Regions from separate parts of the Neogale vison genome. Here region 1 is linked to region 2. Evidence: chromatin contacts called from public Hi-C data. All regions are on one chromosome and are shown on one strand. The core of a region is the stretch at or near the end of the contact, and the rest is flanking DNA. Distances in the headings are between cores, read along the strand shown. Region 1 overlaps NMNAT2 (nicotinamide/nicotinic acid mononucleotide adenylyltransferase 2). Region 2 holds the start of SHCBP1L (testicular spindle-associated protein SHCBP1L).

Region 1 (4,046 bases), core at 370-2,869, 290 kb before region 2:
CACCACAGCCAAAGGAACAACCCCACCTCCTAACTCATCCCTTGGGCATTTCCTATTAGGCACAAAGATCCATTAGCCCAGGATGAATTCTGACCTCCTCTGACCAATGACACACCCTTCCCCTTACATTCCAGGGGGAGAAAATTCCATACATATTCATCAAGATTCTCTCCAGGGGATACAAAAGAGCTGCTTGTGAGGCCAAGCATTGGTTTTTTCATTCTTGATTCCTGAGAGCAGTCAAGACCCCGGCTCCTGGGCTAGCCTTGGAGATCAGCAACTGGAGTTGGGGGAGAGGGGCCAGCCCTTACCATCTCTGGGTTTTTATTAGAGTTGGTCTCCCCTAGGGGACCTGATCTTTGCTGTGCGGCATCCCGGCGCCGGCACCGAAGCAGGTATCCAAGCGTGGAGCAGGCTCTGTGGGAAGTCAAGGCCAGAAGAGAAAGGGTCGGCCATGGACACACATTGCTGAAGCCGGAAGCTGTTACACTCACTCCCCTCCCACAGATACAATCAGTGGTCTAGGGCTCTTAGGCTGTCAGCTAGCTTTATCCATCATATTATAATGGAAGGCAGTCTTGCAAATTAATTCTGCTTCCAGCATTCTTTCCTTCAGTCAATCTTTCAGCTAATTCTTTCTGAGTTTTCGAGCCCAGGATGAATATAAGCACGTTGTTTTTCCTTAAGGCACTTGCAATCTAAAAATATCTTTTTTTTTTAATATTAGTTTTTTATAGTGCATAAAATAAAATTGTGGAAGGTTTAGAAGAGTTCCCGAAACTAATAAGCGCTCAAAAATGTTGCCTGTTATTCATCTATTGGTTTTAAAATAATCGTTGAATACCTACCAAGTGCCAGACATTGTTCTAGGGCTGACTGAGCAGGGAGAACAAAATAGACAAAGCTTCCCACTGTGTGCACTTTGCTTTCTAGTGGAGGAGAGAGACAGTAAAGACTTGGATGTTGTTCGTGGATTAGCTCAGTGAACCCCTAGCTCACTCCTGGGAAAGTGGAGGTGGTACCAGTCTTCAGATCTCATCCATAAAAGATAGTGAGAAGAATGAGAAATTTATATATTTCCTAGCAGGTTGCAAGAGGGGAGCTCTTGAGCTGGGCTTTGAGTCATGGGCAGGGTTGGGGTAAGTGGACGGAAAGATGGGCTTTTCGGTTCCAGAGAAGACTTTGAAAGATGGAATAGTTGGAGTAAGAGGTTCTGCGGAGATGGTTCTGGCTGGGGGAAATAGATAGTTTATCTTGGTCTTTATTTGAGAACCTTTTGACTTTTCAGCAAACAGGCCAAGTCATCCAGTTTAATGATTAAATGTATTAGCTGCTTTCAAATGGTATTTACATTTCAAATGAGCAAGGGGCAATAATTAACCCAAAGGAATGAAAATCTAAAGGCAGAAGCGGAGGCACCAGAGATGGGTGGGTAAGGAAATTGTGTTTTCTTTTTCTTTCTTTTTGTACTTCTTGAAACCCAGCATTCCACAAGCTGGCTCTAATTGGCTGTGCCCTACATCTTTCCAGCCAACGAGCCATGGGCTAACTGCTTCCTACATCTACCAGCTATGGGAAAACCACCAAAGAAAATAAACAAAGGAAGAGCCTGGGGCACTAGCCACTCCAGAAGAAATCCCAGGGCTCCAGGGCTCATAGAGCAAAGACAAACATTTGGTCTTTCAGGCTCAGATGGTTTTTATCAGACAGTCCAGCCCCAGCCAGGAAGCCCAGTGGACACTTCCACCCCAGGGGATTAGGCCCCCACACTGATAAAACCAACGTCGAATTTACAGGCTCTAGGGAAGGAGGCTTAGCTCCTATCTTGGAAGATTCTGGTTCTCGTGTGAAAGATACCGTTGGTTTGGTTTTCAAGCTTTTGTCTGAGTCTGGAATCTCTTGCCTTCTCACACCCCCCAAACTGGAAATGGGAATGGGGGTAATTTCCTCTGGGAAACCCCTTTGAAGGATCATTTATTTGCAATTACGAGAGACATTCTGGAAATGCCTTCTCACTTTCTCAATGCTGGTCATACTAACCTCTTTCCTTGCTTTCTCTCCAGAGAGGGACAGAGGCCAGAACAAGGGTGGGGGATTTTTTGTTGAAATGGGTGGGGCATATTTCAGAAGCCCCTAACTCACTGTGTGGCTCCGGCGGACACCTCTCCTCGCACGTTTTGCAACCCCGCTGGACATACACAAAATTATATCCTCCAGGGGGAGATGTGGAGTAATGAACAGAGGAAGCCCATGATAAACCTGGAGAAAAAAGAAAATACTTTCAAACCAAAAAAGTTTCAAGTCACTAAAATGTGAATCTGAAGAAACAGATCTCGAAGGGGTTTGATGTGGCAGAAAGAGCCTTTGTAGCAGACCAGAGTGGGTTCAAATCACTAACTAGCTAGTCTGTCTCACTGAGTCTTGATGTCCCCATCTGTGAAGGGAAGACTGAGGCCCGTTATCGCAGAAGACCATGTCGTGAGGGTTAAGTGTAATAATCAGGAAAGCTCCCCGTACTGTGCTTGGCACATAACAGATGGCTTAATACCTGTTTGTTTCCCTCCTTACTGATAGTCCCTTGTCCATTCCCGAACATCCTCATCTGGAGAAGAGAGCACGGTCCGGGGGACATGGTCAGGATCCTGAATCCCGATTTCAGAATGATCTTACAGAATATCTCGCCACTTAGGCTCGCCTGGGTAAATCAGTGTATATTGGATCCGGCTGTCAATGGAAGTCAGACCTTCTGTTTAAAACACTCTGATGACTTCTGTTCGCAACTGGAATGAACCCCATCTTCAAGCTGGTCCTCGTCTATTTTTCCTACTTCTCTGTGCTTCAGTCCTACCTATTCTGTTCTGTTTTTTTAATAGTTTTTCCTACCTCGGGGCCTTTGTACTAGCTGTGCCCTAACTAGGAGTGCTCTTACCCCAGATATCCCCGTGTCTGGCCCCTTCTTGTCCTTTTGGTTTCAACTTGAAGGTCATTGTGTTTTATATTCAATATTGTACTTAATTCCAGCACAGCATTCTTTTCTTTTCTTTTTTTTTTTTTTAAGATTTTATTTATTTATTCAACAGACAGAGAGCACAAGTAGGCAGAGAGGCAGGCAGAGAGAGGAAGGGAAGCAGGCTCCCTGCCAAGGAGAGAGCCCGATGTGGGGCTCGATCCCAGGACCCTGGGGTCATGACCTGAGCTGAAGGCAGAGGCTTTAACCCACTGAGCCAGCCAGGTGCCCCCCACATGCATTCTTATTTACACTTTGGTTTGTGGTCTCTCCCTCCTGGCAGGTAAGTGCTATGAGGACACTAGGTTTGCCCGTCTTATCGGGCAGCACCAGGACAGTGCCCCATTTGCCATATACACGACATGAGAGTTTATGGGATGAAAGAGTATCTCCTTCTTGGTTGGAGGAGCTTAGCCCATCAGAGAGTTTAAGTCCACCATGAAATGTGGCCCAGGCTTTCACCAGTTACTTATAAGGCATTAGCCACGACAAGGTATCAGCTACTTAATAGTAACCTGCCCTTATCCTTCACAGCAGCAGACACACTTGAAGTAATTAATCATTTGTTTAATGCCTCCTCCTGGGTAGTGATTGATCCAAGACAGGAAGCGTGTCTGTCTTGCTCAACCCTCTGTCCCTGGTGCCCAGGAAAGTACCTGGCTAAGAGCACAGGGTATCCCCAGCCCAGAGCATCCCGCACACAGTGCAGTTCTTGAAATTCAGCCTCCTGGAAAGATGGTGGTAACTTCCCGTTCCTTCCCGATCTGCCGCCCGGGTCCTCATCAGTGTTCTCTCTTTCTCAAGGCCAAGTTGCTTCCTCCCTCAACATGTCTCATATCCTTCCTTCAGATTCCCCACATATGGGGAAGCAGAGTCCACCCCCTCCCTCTTCCTCTTCCCATCCCCACCCCTGCCTCCCCTGGGGAGCTTTTGACCAGAGGATGAAAAGATACGATCAAAACATGGTGCCTGTGAGCCGGAAGCTGAAACAGGATGAATGTCACAGACCCGCACCCCAGGCCTGACCTGCCAGAGCCCA
Region 2 (3,933 bases), core at 1,066-3,565:
AGAAGCCCAATGTGGGACTTGATCCCAAGACCTTAGGATCATGACCTGAGCTAAAGGCAGCTGCTTAACCAGCTGAGACACCCCAGCATCCCTAATGAGTTCTAATTTTTAAATAAGCATTTTTTTAAAAAGAGATTTTATTTATTTATTTGACACAGAGAGAGAGAGATCACAAGTAGGCAGAGAGGCAGGCAGAGAGAGAGGGGGAAGCAGGCTCCCCGCTGAGCAGAGAGCCCAATGTGGAGCTCAACCCCAGGACCCTGCGATCATGACCTGAGCAGAAGGCAGAGGCTCAACCCACTGAGCCACCCAGGCACCTCTTAAATAAGCTTTTGTATGTAGATCATTTGTATATTGGAGACAGCCTGTGGATTTAACTTAGAGGTCCCTCAGACCTGAAGAGAATAAAAGTCGGTGAATATTCCCCTTAATTTGTAGAATTTAACCCACATACTAAGTAAGTTCTGCAATGGACATAAAGATGAGTAGAACTGATCCTGGGTGGGCATCAAGGAAGTAAAATGCTAGGGGAGGAGAAGAACGGATACACATTTCTGTCAACCCACTGAGCAACCCAGGTGCCCCTGATTATACTTCTATAGCGGTACCATTCTTAAAACTTTTACTAGATATGTGCCAAGGACTGTGCTAAGTACTGGATATAAAAATGTATCTGTCCCTGTACATGAAGGGTTTTCAATGTTGATAATACTGTGCAGAAAGTACTCTGAGCGCACAGCGGAGAACAAGCTTAGTTCTCATGAGGGCTAGTGTATTGGAACCTGGCCTAGGAGAATTCTGACAGGTAGAGACAAACAGGAAGGTTATTCAAGGTGAAGAAAATAGCATGAGCAAGGCAGGACAATGGCTAGTGGTCAGATCCCTGGAAACAAGAGAAAAAGAAAGATACCCAGGACTTGAGATTTCTCAAGTTCAATTCTGCCACATTCAGGCAGAAGGTCTTTGTGAGAAACAAGACAAGGCCAGCAGGTTTTGGCCATAAAGCCCAGTGTGGAAACTAGCCCGTATGCAGGAACCATAGACTCTCTTCTACCTCAAAGGCCGGCCTAGCTCAGTGTCTGTGCAAGCCAGGCCGCCGCCTGCCCTTTCCACCTGGGAACCCGCTCAACAATCGTCCTCTTGTATCTCACCACTTCAATGGGAAGGAAGAGCCAATTCAAGGAAAAGCCTCCAAGAAGAAAGAAGGGAAATGAGTTTTTCAACCCCGAGATAGAGTACAGAGCTGGCCTCATGGAACACTCAAGGCCGTGCCAGTGAGAATCACTAACCAAATGCAAGAGTCGTTTGAACTGCTCTGGGAAAGCAGAAGCTGACAGAACATCAGATGAGATGTGCCACCGGCACGGCTTAAACAGCAGAAGGCCAAGGGCGCAGAAACTCCTTACCACAGACTGGTATTACAGCCCCATTTTGGCAAGGAAAAGGCCTTAAAGAGGAGGAGAAATTTACCTTGACTTCAGAGAAGTCAGAGAACCCAGGCAGTCTGGCCAGAGTCCATGCTCTCGACCATTCATTTTTCAATATAACTTCCGCAAAGACGTGAATGGAGAGAAAGTGCTGGAGGAAAAGAAAGCTCAAAGACATGAGCCCAGTGAGATCAGCTACATGGACATTCAACAACTGTGCCTGTCTCCATCCCTCAAATCCCCTGAACCCCGGGCTTACGGAGAGGATGGCTAACGCTCCCTATGTCCCATTAATACCCAGAGCTAAACTCGACTGACTTCTAGACAGTAAGCTCAAGTGCTTGACTTACCTCTGTGTTAGAGGCCAATGGCTCAGAGGAGCCCACAGCAAGTCCACTTTACCAACATAGAGTTCTATTCTTATAACGTAGTCTGACAACTATGTGGAATGGATGCTCTGGTTTGCTTCCCCAAGCCTTCTTTTAGAACCAAGATATCCAGGGGCGCCTGGGTGGCTCAGTGGGATAAAGCCTCTGCCTTCAGCTCAGGTCATGATCTCACAGTCCTGAGATTGAACCCCGCATTGGGCTCTCTTCTCAGTGGGGAGCCTGCTTTCCCCTCTCTCTCTGCCTGCTGCTGCCTACTTGTGATCTCACTCTCTGTCAAATAAATAAATAAAATCTTGGAAAAAAAAAAAAGACTCAAGATATCCAATCTCTTGGACGCTGAAAACTCGCTTCTAAAGCCCTCTCTGGGAGTTACCCTCCGCCAAAAGGTGCTGCTGCTACTCTGCATCGATTAGAATGGCCAGGACACAGACACCACCAGACGCTGGTGAAGACGTAAAGCAACAGGAACTCTCATTCATTGGTGGAGGGAACGCAAAAATGGCACAGCTGCTTTGGAAGACAGTTTGGCAGCTTCTTCAAAGGGAGCTACCACATCAAGGTCATGCCTCCCTCTGTGGGCAGCTCACCTCCAATGACAGGAAGATGCATGGATGTAAAGGGCCATCCCCCGCCAGAACTCAAAAGGGCTATCCTAGCCCAGAGCTTCCAGGATGAATGGCTGAGAACTCTGTTGCAAACTCATCATAGTTCCACAGTTCTCTTTGTCCATTCCTGATTCCCTCCTTCTCTTATAGGTATCGTTCTCAAAAGCACCTCCCCAAATTCTCCTTATGGAAATCATTGTCTCTCATCCCTCCCAGGAGACCCAAGCTAAGACAAACAGTAAGGAAGCAGATTATAAAATGACATGCTGGAGCTGAATCACCTTCTAGACCACCATCAATGAGGACGCTGTCATTGGTGGTACATGGTATACTGATGACTCTTAGCATGCTATGTCATTGCAATTATTCCAACTTCTGCTGTGGGTGAGAGGGACGGGAACACCCTGGTGGTCCGATGTCAGGAACTGGAATGGTTTGGTGGAGACAGTGTTGTAAGGACGATGGAATCAATGTTCTCTTGCTGAGGATTATGTATTTACTGGCACAAGACAAAGAAATGGCCGAGATAACCAATTTCAGGTGAAGTGTCAAAGCCAGAAAGGCCTCCACTGCGGCACATAAAGAGACTCATTTATAGCTGAAGGGCAGATAAAACATGGGCTCTGGGGTTTTTATGAGGGTAAGTTCCAGGGATGCCTGGGTGATTTGGTCAATTAAGTGTCTGACTTCAGCCCCAGGTCATGATCTCAGGGTCCTGGGGTTGAGCCCCGCCTTGAGCGCCAGGCTCAGTGGGGAATCTGCTTGAGAGTCTCTCTCCTTTTCTTCCTCCCCTTCCCCGTTCATGTTCCCTCTCTCAAATAAATAAAATCTTTAAAAAAAAAAAAGAGGGGGGGATGGAGTTCCAAGGAAGGGTGAGTTCTCAGAGGCTGGATTGCTAAACCAGTCAGGCTCTGATTGGGAGGGAGAGACCCTGAGCCTTGGTATGAGGATATCGTGGTTGATGCAATGGGAGATACTGAATCCCCAGATTCCCCTGAATCCTCTGAGCTCACTTATCCCCACTGAAAGCTAGAGTCCCCCGTGCTTGCAGATGACACATAGGCTTCTGCCTTGGAAGACTACATGCACCACTGAGGGCCTACCCCACACCCCCTCCAGCCCACCAGTCCAATAAATAGGGTGAAGGCACAACCTAACCCAGCCAGAGATGTACTGCGTCCAGCCAGAGAGGACTGGCCAACATGTACTGGCATGACCGGGGAAAGTTTATGTGGGAGTGGATATGGAGGGTGCTAGATCAGAGAGTGGAATATCAAGTTAGATAAGGGAGAGTCTCTCGGTATGGTTAGAATTCAGCTACTTATACACATAACATACATGACTCTCTGTTTGTATATTTCTCCAACCTGAGGTTTTGCCCCAGTTTGCCCCCTCTAATCCAGCCATACTAAGCTACCGAGACCAAATTCTTTTACCCTTCTGTAAAATCACTAATGACTCTCTGCCTGGAAAGTTTATCCTACTCCATCTCCCATTCTATTCCTAGCTTAG

Evidence for each region. Hi-C and Micro-C count contacts between places; a contact is called where the count stands out from the background.
Region 1: a Hi-C map of muscle shows a contact between it and region 2, with 6 times the contacts expected there. The contact joins the enhancer-like site here to the promoter of SHCBP1L in region 2. A contact is called at or near these places in 2 of 3 Hi-C or Micro-C datasets (fibroblasts and muscle).

Annotation. Positions count from the first base shown.
Region 1 is chr10:49,942,719-49,946,764 of ASM_NN_V1, reverse strand. The region is part of intron 12 of NMNAT2 (nicotinamide/nicotinic acid mononucleotide adenylyltransferase 2); the gene reads left to right. Among named protein-coding and RNA genes, the nearest start is that of LAMC2, 75 kb to the right of the region's middle. Within about 2 kb of position 1,619, the one cell type or tissue checked has open chromatin away from gene starts, as enhancers often do. A contact at or near this core is called in fibroblasts, where this site is marked.
Region 2 is chr10:49,656,815-49,660,747 of ASM_NN_V1, reverse strand. It overlaps SHCBP1L (testicular spindle-associated protein SHCBP1L), which reads left to right and starts at 2,315. Exons shown (of 12, transcript XM_044266135.1): 1 at 2,315-2,429. The coding sequence starts at 2,315.